Linked DNA regions of Mus musculus: regions 1 and 2 are each linked to region 3. Evidence: chromatin contacts called from public Hi-C and promoter capture Hi-C data. All regions are on one chromosome and are shown on one strand. The core of a region is the stretch at or near the end of the contact, and the rest is flanking DNA. Distances in the headings are between cores, read along the strand shown. Region 1 has its middle 34 kb from the start of Gm33265. Region 2 holds the start of Mab21l3 (mab-21-like 3). Region 3 holds the start of Igsf3 (immunoglobulin superfamily, member 3).

What was found. Promoter capture Hi-C pulls out the DNA fragments that hold promoters and counts their contacts. A called contact is a pair of places that touch in the nucleus more often than the background predicts.
Region 1: a Hi-C map of CD8 T cells shows a contact between it and region 3, with 3 times the contacts expected there. The contact joins the enhancer-like site here to the promoter of Igsf3 in region 3. A contact is called at or near these places in 2 of 39 promoter capture datasets (both in liver), 1 of 484 Hi-C or Micro-C datasets (CD8 T cells) and 1 of 115 datasets of contacts at active chromatin or transcription factors (pancreatic cancer cells).
Region 2: a contact with region 3 is called in a promoter capture Hi-C map of liver, with 5 times the contacts expected there. The contact joins the promoter of Mab21l3 here to the promoter of Igsf3 in region 3. A contact is called at or near these places in 15 of 39 promoter capture datasets (the 3T3-L1 cell line, cranial neural crest, embryonic stem cells and 8 more), 3 of 484 Hi-C or Micro-C datasets (CD8 T cells, embryonic stem cells and hematopoietic stem cells), 5 of 115 datasets of contacts at active chromatin or transcription factors (bone marrow-derived macrophages, embryonic limb bud, embryonic stem cells and 2 more) and 3 of 9 other capture datasets (adipose tissue, embryonic stem cells and liver).

What each region holds. Positions count from the first base shown.
Region 1 is chr3:101,699,593-101,702,470 of GRCm38.p6, reverse strand. No RefSeq gene overlaps it. Among named protein-coding and RNA genes, the nearest start is that of Gm33265, 34 kb to the right of the region's middle. Within about 2 kb of position 1,315, at least 117 of the 459 cell types and tissues checked have an H3K27ac peak or open chromatin away from gene starts, as enhancers often do. A contact at or near this core is called in CD8 T cells, where this site is marked.
Region 2 is chr3:101,834,651-101,837,517 of GRCm38.p6, reverse strand. Mab21l3 (mab-21-like 3) reads left to right here and starts at 1,295. Exons shown (of 7, transcript NM_172295.4): 1 at 1,295-1,597; 2 at 2,254-2,524. The coding sequence starts at 2,276. It overlaps Gm33381 (a long non-coding RNA gene), which reads right to left. Exons shown (of 3, transcript XR_003954538.1): 3 at 2,099-2,715.
Region 3 is chr3:101,375,200-101,378,423 of GRCm38.p6, reverse strand. Igsf3 (immunoglobulin superfamily, member 3) reads right to left here and starts at 1,299. Exons shown (of 11, transcript NM_207205.2): 1 at 1,222-1,299; 2 at 1-618.

The DNA.
Region 1 (2,878 bases), core at 66-2,565, 320 kb before region 3:
AGACAGTCCTTTAAAGAAGCCAAGTACACACACACACACACACACACACACACACACACACACACACACGCACCTTGGGTCTTCAGGATAGCATGGGATGGATGCAGTTCTTTTCTCAACTGGTCTAGCCCTAGCCTGGCCTCCCAGTGGCTCTGGCTGTTTGAATTTTAGGCTATATTTCTCCAAAGAAGACATAGGAAGCCAGGGGGACCAAAACACTCAAGGAAGTTGTCTAAGGGAATGAGGTTAGCAAGAATATGCAAAACCATTTACCCTCTGCCCAACCTGCTTTTAAAACAAACACTGTACTGTAATCACTAACAGGCCCTAACATCTGTCCCCTCCCCATTCCTCTTCTGGTTGGTGGATTAAGGAGGAGAGCCAAACGCAGCTGGCACAGAAAGAGGGATAAAGGAAAGGACCAGAAAAGGCTCCTCAAATTGAGCCATTAGTCCATGAATAATTGAGAGTGGCCTCTGTTGGAAAATTGATGTTTTATCACAGTTTGCCCAGAGCTGAGGCCCAGAGGGGGCTCCTTTCTAGCTTTGTCATGGTAACCACAGGGCCCAAAGCCAGACCTAGGAAGGTGCTTCTGTAAACAGAGCAGCCATTGTCCTTACCAGGAAGAAGGTGGCTCAGTGGGTTGGGAGCCCCCACACAACCCTTCAGCCAGATACCTTATCTCAGAGAAAGAAAGGCCTGGAGACCAGGGTATGAAGGCTTGAAAGGACTGTGCTTTCCACAGTTACATCTTCCCATAATGGCGGTGGTGGGGTGGGGGTGGGGGAGTACGACACAACGGCAAGTGAGCAGGGCCCCCAACTTTCAGGCCCTGAAATTTGGAAGGGTTGGGCAACCTCCTTTGGTTTTTCTCTCAATGTGATGCTATAGGATTTCATGGGAATTAAGATCAGGGCAGGGATTGTAATTGCCCGGCCTCGGGTAGAGACTTGCCACTTCTATCTTGTTGGCACAGAGCCCGCATTGTGAGCCGCAGTGAGGCTGGGTCACACCCCCTGCATCAAGAGGCAGGAAGTTCAATCTATCTTAGCCCTCGCTGTCCTCCTTCACTAACTGACTGTGAGGTCCCCTCATCTGCCCCGGGGGAGGCATCAAGGGCGACAGGCTGTTTGACCTTGGAAAATCCTGAAATCCCTCTGACCTTCAGTTCCAGCCTCTATGAAAACAGGGAAGAATGTCCTCCACTCTGTTAGTTCCAGCTTCCAGCACCACACAGTTCAAGACAGCCCAGACAACTAACTGTCTTCTTCCTTTCATGCCTGGCTACCCCAGCACCTGTAGTCCTTACCCCGTGGTGTTGGGGGGCTGGGATACCTCTTTTCTACAGAAGAAAGTGCCCAGACAGGAGCAGCTGGTGGGGAACTGTATATATTGTGTTACGATATTTTGGTGTTTCTCACTGCTTTCTGTAAGAGATTTTGCCTCAAAGGACAATACGGTTGGGTCTCTGCATCCAATTGAAATCTGGGAGCATAAAACTGTCCCATGAGCAGCACTCCTCCTGCCCTACTGGCTGCTTTGGTGGCCAAACCATGACAACTGAGATAAGTGAGCACTGCTTTCCATCCAGTGGGAGCTCCTGAAGAAGAACGATGTTTCCGAGCCTGGTTAGGTCTAATTCACTGGCAGCTGTGCCTGGTCGGAGAGGCGAGAGTCCCTGAGTCCACCCTGCCCTGTGGAAGCGATGCTGAAGGTGGTGAGGAAATCTGCACCGATTACTGGAGGAACTGGCTCACTCTTTCCTTCTTTGGGCTTCTGGAAGTTGTAGTCCCCAGTCAAGAAGAAGCAGAGGCACTGCAACGGAGGAAGGGACTCGTGAGGAATACAGAGGAGGAAGTGGTCCTCAGTAGGGTGGCAGACGGGGAGGGTAAGATAGGAGAGTCAGGACTCCTCAGATTTCACTCACTGGTGCCAGGCCCTCAATTCAGAGTCCCCAAATCCTCTCCCTTGGCAGGACCATCTGCCTCCCCAGGGCAGCCAAAGGAGATGACTCATTTCCAGACCCAGGAGGAGGCTCTGACCCCCTCTTCCCAGGTACCACTGAAGTGGGCCAGTTGAAGCCAGGCAGGGCTGGTGCTGGCATCCAACCAACGTTGCCTTAGGAAAAGCTGCTGATTCATAGCCTTCTTCTAAGCAGCCCCTGAGACCTGGCATGCAGGAAGGTGCACTGAGGATACGGTGGCAGGGTGGGGTGGGGTGGGGTGGCGGGCACCTGGCAGGAGCTGATCAAAGGGAAGTAGGCACACAGCCACTTGCCACCCCAACCCCACATTCTACCAATTGCACCGAGGCCAAAAATCTGTGCTCACTCAAGGGTGTCAGGGCTGCAAGCAGAGGCAGGCATATCTTGGAGGAGCTCTGCAGCAGGGGCGGTGTGATGTTTCTCATGAGAAGGTGGGTGGGTACCTTGACCCGAAGAAGCTGCGAAACTTAGGTTTGGGTATGGTTACACTCACGGGCCTCTCTAGGGAAAGAAAATTAAAGCTGTGCCTTAGTATTTAGAAAACCGTCACAGAGTAGCTGGAGAGAGGGCGCAGAGGTTAAGAGAGAGCACTCGCTGCCCTGGAAGAGGGCCCAAGTACAGTTCTCAGCACCCAGTGCAGCCCAGAGCCATCCTGCTGTAACCCCAGTTCCAGAAGATCCAACACTCTCTTCTGGCTTCCGAGGCACCAGACATGGCCATACTGTACCTACACACATGCCAGCAACACAGATATAAACATAAAATAAAAATAATGAATCTTAAAAAGAAGGAAAGGAGGGAGGAAGGAAAGAAGTGCAGGAACATATAAAGAATAAAACCACGACCCACAAATTCAGGCCCTGCATAATATTTATTAATGTACAGAAAGTACAA
Region 2 (2,867 bases), core at 46-2,545, 460 kb before region 3:
TCTTTCCTTCTACCATATGGGTCCTGGGAGGTGGGGAGAAATCGAACCCAGGTCCTCCGGCTCGGTGGCAGATGCTTATCTCTGCTGAGCCATCTCACCTGCCTGGTCCTTACAGATTGAATTGGGCTAAAGCTGGTTTCCATTTTTCAAACTGGCATGTTATAAAAAAAATGAGGATTTCTATTTCCTGAGGACGGAGGAAAGCCTGAGTTAACTAGGTCCCTCTTGGTGGCCTGGCACAGTGCTTCAGGCACACCCTTACCCAACAGACATTCGCTGACCTGTTGTCCCATTAACTAGAGATCTGTGTCTGCCGGTAAAGCCTGTTTTCCTCAGCCTGTCTGATAGGAGCTGCCAGAGCCTTCATCTGTGCCATAGCCCTGTGCTGTGGAACCTTACCAGTGCACTAGGAACCAGGCCATGCTACTCTAAGCTGTGTTCACACAACACACCAATCTTCAGATGTGGCTCTCCTGGGAATACATCTACAGGCAGCTGCCCTGAGTTCACAGTGCCTTTCCTTCTCTGGGTTCCTCCTATAGTTCAATTATTCAGAATTCCCTCTCCATACCTGGCAAGTATCTTTCCATCTTGGAGCAAGAGAAGTTTCCAGATACAACACTTGAATCTGTAGTACTGAGTGACTGAGACGGGACGGTGTTAGAGCAAGAATAGTGAAGGTGTGGGCATTTAATTCCAGAAACCCGGGGCAACTTTATTGTTATTGGGAAAGACCCTGCCGTAGGACAGGGACTATGCAGTAGTGATTCCAGCAAAAGCAGAAGTTAGGGTGAAAATAAAAGTATGTGTGTGGGGAAGGGAGTGAGTGTGGGGGTGGGGAGACTTCAGCAGAGTTGAAAGCAACATGGAAAGAGAATTCCCAAAGGCAGATTAGGGGGTAGAGCTTCTTGTTTCACTAGTGAAAAGCTGATGTGGTAGATTCGGAATGATGACTATAGTAACAGCAGTCAAGGGACAGAGATTCCCTTACCATTTCAGAGCATGTGCCGTAAAGAGAAGGGGATTTCCAGGACACGGAAAAGCAGGTGGAAAGTCAAGGCAGTCAGCGTGGAGGGGGATTCTGGGGACCTTTGTGGATCCTCAGTTTTTCAGGACTGGTATAAGACCTGGGATTGGCAGATGAAGCCTGGAGAAGGCCGCCCCAGCGCCTGGAGGAGGGAGGTGGGTGGGGTCTGATGTGGCTCTCCTTGGAGCTGTCTGGGAGGATATGCAAATTTGGGGCCGCGGGAGAGAGTGGAAGGGCTGGATTGGCTGCGGTTGAGCATTGAGGAGGCTGGCTTGGAGAGCTGCCTGTTTGAAAGCCTTGCTCAGACATGAACTGGACTGCCAGCTCTGTTGTCTGTCAGTCTTTCGGATCAAAGACGGTGATACTCACGAGCTTTAGGGAGATAAGGCTGCTGGGATATTTTCCCTCCTGGAGTAAAACTAGGCCCAACCAGTCAGACTGGGAACTTATTGTCGGTTTTCTAGGATGAGTTTTACTGGTAAAACTAGATGTGTCCTAGACTCTTAAGGGGCCTGTTTATACTGAGTATATTTTGAATGCCAACGTCCAAGTGGGAAATCACATTCTAAGGTCAGCAGGTGAGAGGCAGGACTCTCTGCCCTACTTTTCTCTGCGTGTATCTACCTGTTTGTATCTCTCTCTCTCTCTCTCTCTCTCTCTCTCTCTCTCTCTCTCTCTGTGTGTGTGTGTGTGTGTGTGTGTGTGTGTGAGAGAGAGAGAGAGGGGGGGGGGCAAGCTTGCCTCTGTATACACAAGTGTCTCTGTGAGTTCATGTATGTGTCTGTATTAGTGTGTGAGCGTGTGAGCTTACCTCTATATACACAAGTGTCTCTGTGAATGCATGTGGTGTGTGTGTGTGTGCCTGTGTCTGTGTGTGACTATGCGAGCATGTAAGCTTGCCTCTCTATACACAAGTGTCCCTGTGAGCTCAGGCTTTTCTAAATGTCACTCCTGGCCCTCATCTGATTGGCAAGCCTTGTGCCGGGCATGATGAAAAACCAGGCGGCTTGTTTGCAATTTCTTATTTGTTTATGGTAAGGAAGTAAATCAATTGCAGAATTTTCAGGAGTGGAGGGCCAAGGGATATTTACTGTCAACAAGGTAAGGACGGGGAGATGTAAGGTACTGGGCACCAAGGTGCACCTGGTGCCAGGACAACAGGATAAAGAAAAAAAAAAAAAAAACAGGATAAGTTCCAACTCGTTTTCATCACGTCTCCTTTTTAGTCTTTCTACAGTTCCCTGAAAGATGGCAGATGAATTCTTCCATGCTGGAAAGGAAAACTGCAGTGAGCAGGCAAGAAGAAGTCAAGTCTCTGGTCCACGTTCACAATTCCAGAGAAGTTTTATCCAGAGAGTAACGTTGCTGGGAAAGCTACCCACCAGATTTGTCCTCCATCGGGAAAGAAAGCAGAAGGTTGCTGCTATACTGGGGGTTGACCAAGAAGCCATGAAGTCTCTTCCAGAGGGAGACTTAGACCATTGCCTGCTGAGCAAGGTGAGCCAGGGCTGGCCTCTCCTGGGCACACCCTCTAACTCTCCATCCCATGGCCATTGATCAGAAGGAATCCCCTGCTTCTGGAGGCCATAGATGCCTCGTTCTCAGGAACTCAGGGTGGCTACCCTCAGCACCCTGAGGAGGTCCATATGGCCAGTTAATTATCTGAGCCTCAGACTTCAGACTTCTTTCTGTAAAATGAGAATCTGAGTGGGATTACTGGGATATGAGTAGCCAGGCACAGGCACGGTGACAGACATGGGGATCAGAAACTGAGAGTATTTTGGTCTACATGAATCCTTGCCTCAAAAACAGCTACAAAACCAAAACACAACAACAACAA
Region 3 (3,224 bases), core at 50-2,549:
GACACTGCACAGGGCACCGTGCTTTTCCCACCGCCTAATCTCTCATTACTGCCAATCCACTTATAGCTCCAGGGAACAGTTTGGAAACAGAACTTCACAGGGAAAATGAGAGCCAGTCAAAGACAGAGTAGTCAGAAGGAGGGAGTTGGGGGCAGGGGAGGGGAGTGGCGTGGCGTGTGCAATAGAGTCCTCTATGCCTAAGGCAGGGGCCAGAGCAATTCCGAAGGCGCTCAAGGTTTCTGCCACATTGTATATGCCTTGCAGACTCCACCGGAACTATGGATTCTGGTGGATTAATCCTCGAGGAAAACGGGAGGAAAGAGTCTGAGAAAATCCTTTCATGCGCTGATTATACAGAAATGTCCTTGGCTTCGCAGTGAAGGTGTCTGAGATCGCTCATTCGGATCCCCCAAAGGGAACCAGGCAGGTTTTGTCAAAACCCAAGACAGCCAAAACACCCGGATTGGTAAAGACACTTCGGATTTCTTCATCAAAAAGTCCATCTCCATCCATAGTGAGAGGTCACGGTACCGTCACCTGCCCCAGAACCTCCCAGGGCACACGAAGTAAGCTGGCATTTGATAGCTCGAGAGTGGTCCCACAAAAGCCCGCAGATTCCTAAAACAAACACAACAGACATTTATCTAAGGCCAACACAACCGCCGCAAAACCGAGAGAGGCCAAAGCACCCGACTGGCCAGCCGAGCCACCTGGGTCCCTTCCCTGGGCGAGGGCAGCCCATGTGTGCATCCTGACCTTGTACAAATCTTACCTTCCGTTCCCCACGCCTCAGTTTCCCCGCCCAGAGCAGGGCAATTATGATTGTTCTCAAAACACTTTCACCAAATGCCTCTCTCACTCGCGGGCTTTTCCCGTCACGGTTTACGGAGCGGGGCGCGGCAGGCAGCCCCACCCTCGGCAGCGCGGGTCGCCACGGGGCTGGCGCGGGGCCGCGACTCGGGGCGCCGACCGTGGGAGCCGGGGCGCGCCGCGTCCCAGGTGGCCCGCTATTGTTTTACCTCCCCGGCGGTTGAGTCTGAGACACTGGCAAAGAAAAGGGTCCGAAAAGGGGCTCGGGGCTCCGCTTGCGGCAAGCTGAGCCCGCCCGGCGCGATCCGGCTCCGACGGAGAAAGGGGCTTGGGCCCGGGGCGGGACGCCGATCGCCACGCCACAGTCCCCGCGCCCCCAACCCGGATCCGCGCCCGCCCGCCCGCGCTCACCTCGCCCGGGGCCCCGCAGCTCCCAGCAACCGAACGCTCGCCGGTCCTGTGTCCCGCACGCCTCCCAAGACGCACGGCTTCCTCCTCGCCTCCCGCAGCGGCTCAGGCCGTCCTGCTCCCGCCCCGCCCCAGGCCCCGCCCTCCAGCTCCGGCCTGGCCCGCAGCTCCCCGCGAGGCGAGCAAGGGCGAAGGCGGTGGCCTCACGGGGACACGCCCCCGGAACGCCCCGCCCACCGCCCCGGCGCTCTCTGGCTGCACCCGCACGCAGCTGCGGACCACCTGGGATGAGCTGATGGAAAGTTAACCTGGGGTTCGCGCCCCAAGGGCCCCTCCCAAAGCCCAGGCTCCCGGGGACGCGTCTTTCGCCCGGTAAACAATAGCAAAACGCTTCGCTGGAGACTTGAGTCTATTTCTATAACAAACCTCCACATTGTGCTTCACTCTAGCATAATCTGGACCCCAGAGACAGCCTAGGTTCATAGCCTTAGCTTCTGTGTTGCTTAACCTCTCTGTGCCTCAGTCTGCTCATCTGTCACAAAGAGTAAATAAGCTCTGCTTAATAGGGTTGTGTGAGGTGTCCACGTCATTCTTGTAAAGCACTTAGCGGAATGCCTCATATGTCAAAAGCACTCAGTTACAAATGAACTGTCATTAGTTTCTTAACAGTGCTATCCATGCAAGTGGCACCATACTTACTCAATATTATCAAACACAAGGAGCTAAAAACGACTCGTTACAGGAGCAGGTTGGATCGTACTGCCCTTGCAGACTTGTGATCTACTTGGGAACACTAACAGTAGGCCATACATAAATGGTGTGGAATGAACCCATTCCAACACTGTGTTCCTGGGGTGAAGTGCTGGGCTGGGTAAGGCCCAGGAAGCCTTGTCCTAGAGAAAACGGAGTATAAAACCACGGAACAAGGGAGGAGGGGTACAGAGGACAATGATAGGCCCTGGAAACATAACTTTATATGCCCAGAGAAGAAAGATTCAGTACCTATGAGAAAAAGCCCTGTGGGACCCTAACTAGACTGGAGGAAAGACTGACAGGAAGAGTTATAACAAAAAATCGGAAGGGGGGGGGAGGGCTGGGCTTTAAGCTTACGCCCAGGAGAAAGCCCCTGAATGGTTTGAGTAAGGACCTGTAGCAATCAGAGCTCCATTTTAGAAAAAGCACTTGACCTAGGATTGGAGGGTGGGTGGGAGAGTTTTCCCGGAATATTAAAGATGTTGTGGTGGATCATGGCTGAAAAATCCAGGAAATAGAAGTAACCACACAGGCAGCTATGGGAACAGAGAGGCCCTGGCAATCAGGGGGTGGGCTCCATGGAATGTCTAGGTGGGTGTGAGAGAGGCTCAGTGTCTGAGATCAGGATTCAGAGACGGAAGGATGAAGGTTGGAGTTTGAGGGGTCCAAGCCCTTTATCTGACTGACAGCCATGTCCAAAGACGCCACCAGTGGATTTCAGAGCTCAGAGAGGGGCTTACAAAGTGTTTTCATCCTATTGGACGGAGTGACAGCAGACCACTGTACTGAAAGAATGCGTTGATGGGCTGGGAAGATGGCTTGTTTGCTAAAGCGCCTGCCATGGAATCGTGAGGGCCTGAGTTTGGTTCTCAGAATCCATGTTAAAAACAAAACAGAAGAAAAATGTGTCTGATACTTGAGGGACCATGCCTGAGGTTGTTGTCCTCTGGGTTTTCCACACTTGGGCATTTAGATGGACACATATCCATACACAAAATGAATATACTGATAACTCACTCATCCCCCCCCCCCCAATTCAATACCTCTATTGTACAAGACAATGAAGATCTTGCCACAGTGGAGGCCCAGATAACTGTGAAGTCTTTATCTGTCCTTTCCCCTCCCCCATGGCTGTAAATTTCTTGAAGGCAGTCTGCCCCGTAATTATCCTGTATCCCCAAACAACTTTTGGAATTTGATCTGCATATGTAATTGAACTATAAATATTGCCTATCATATCAAATTGAATATTT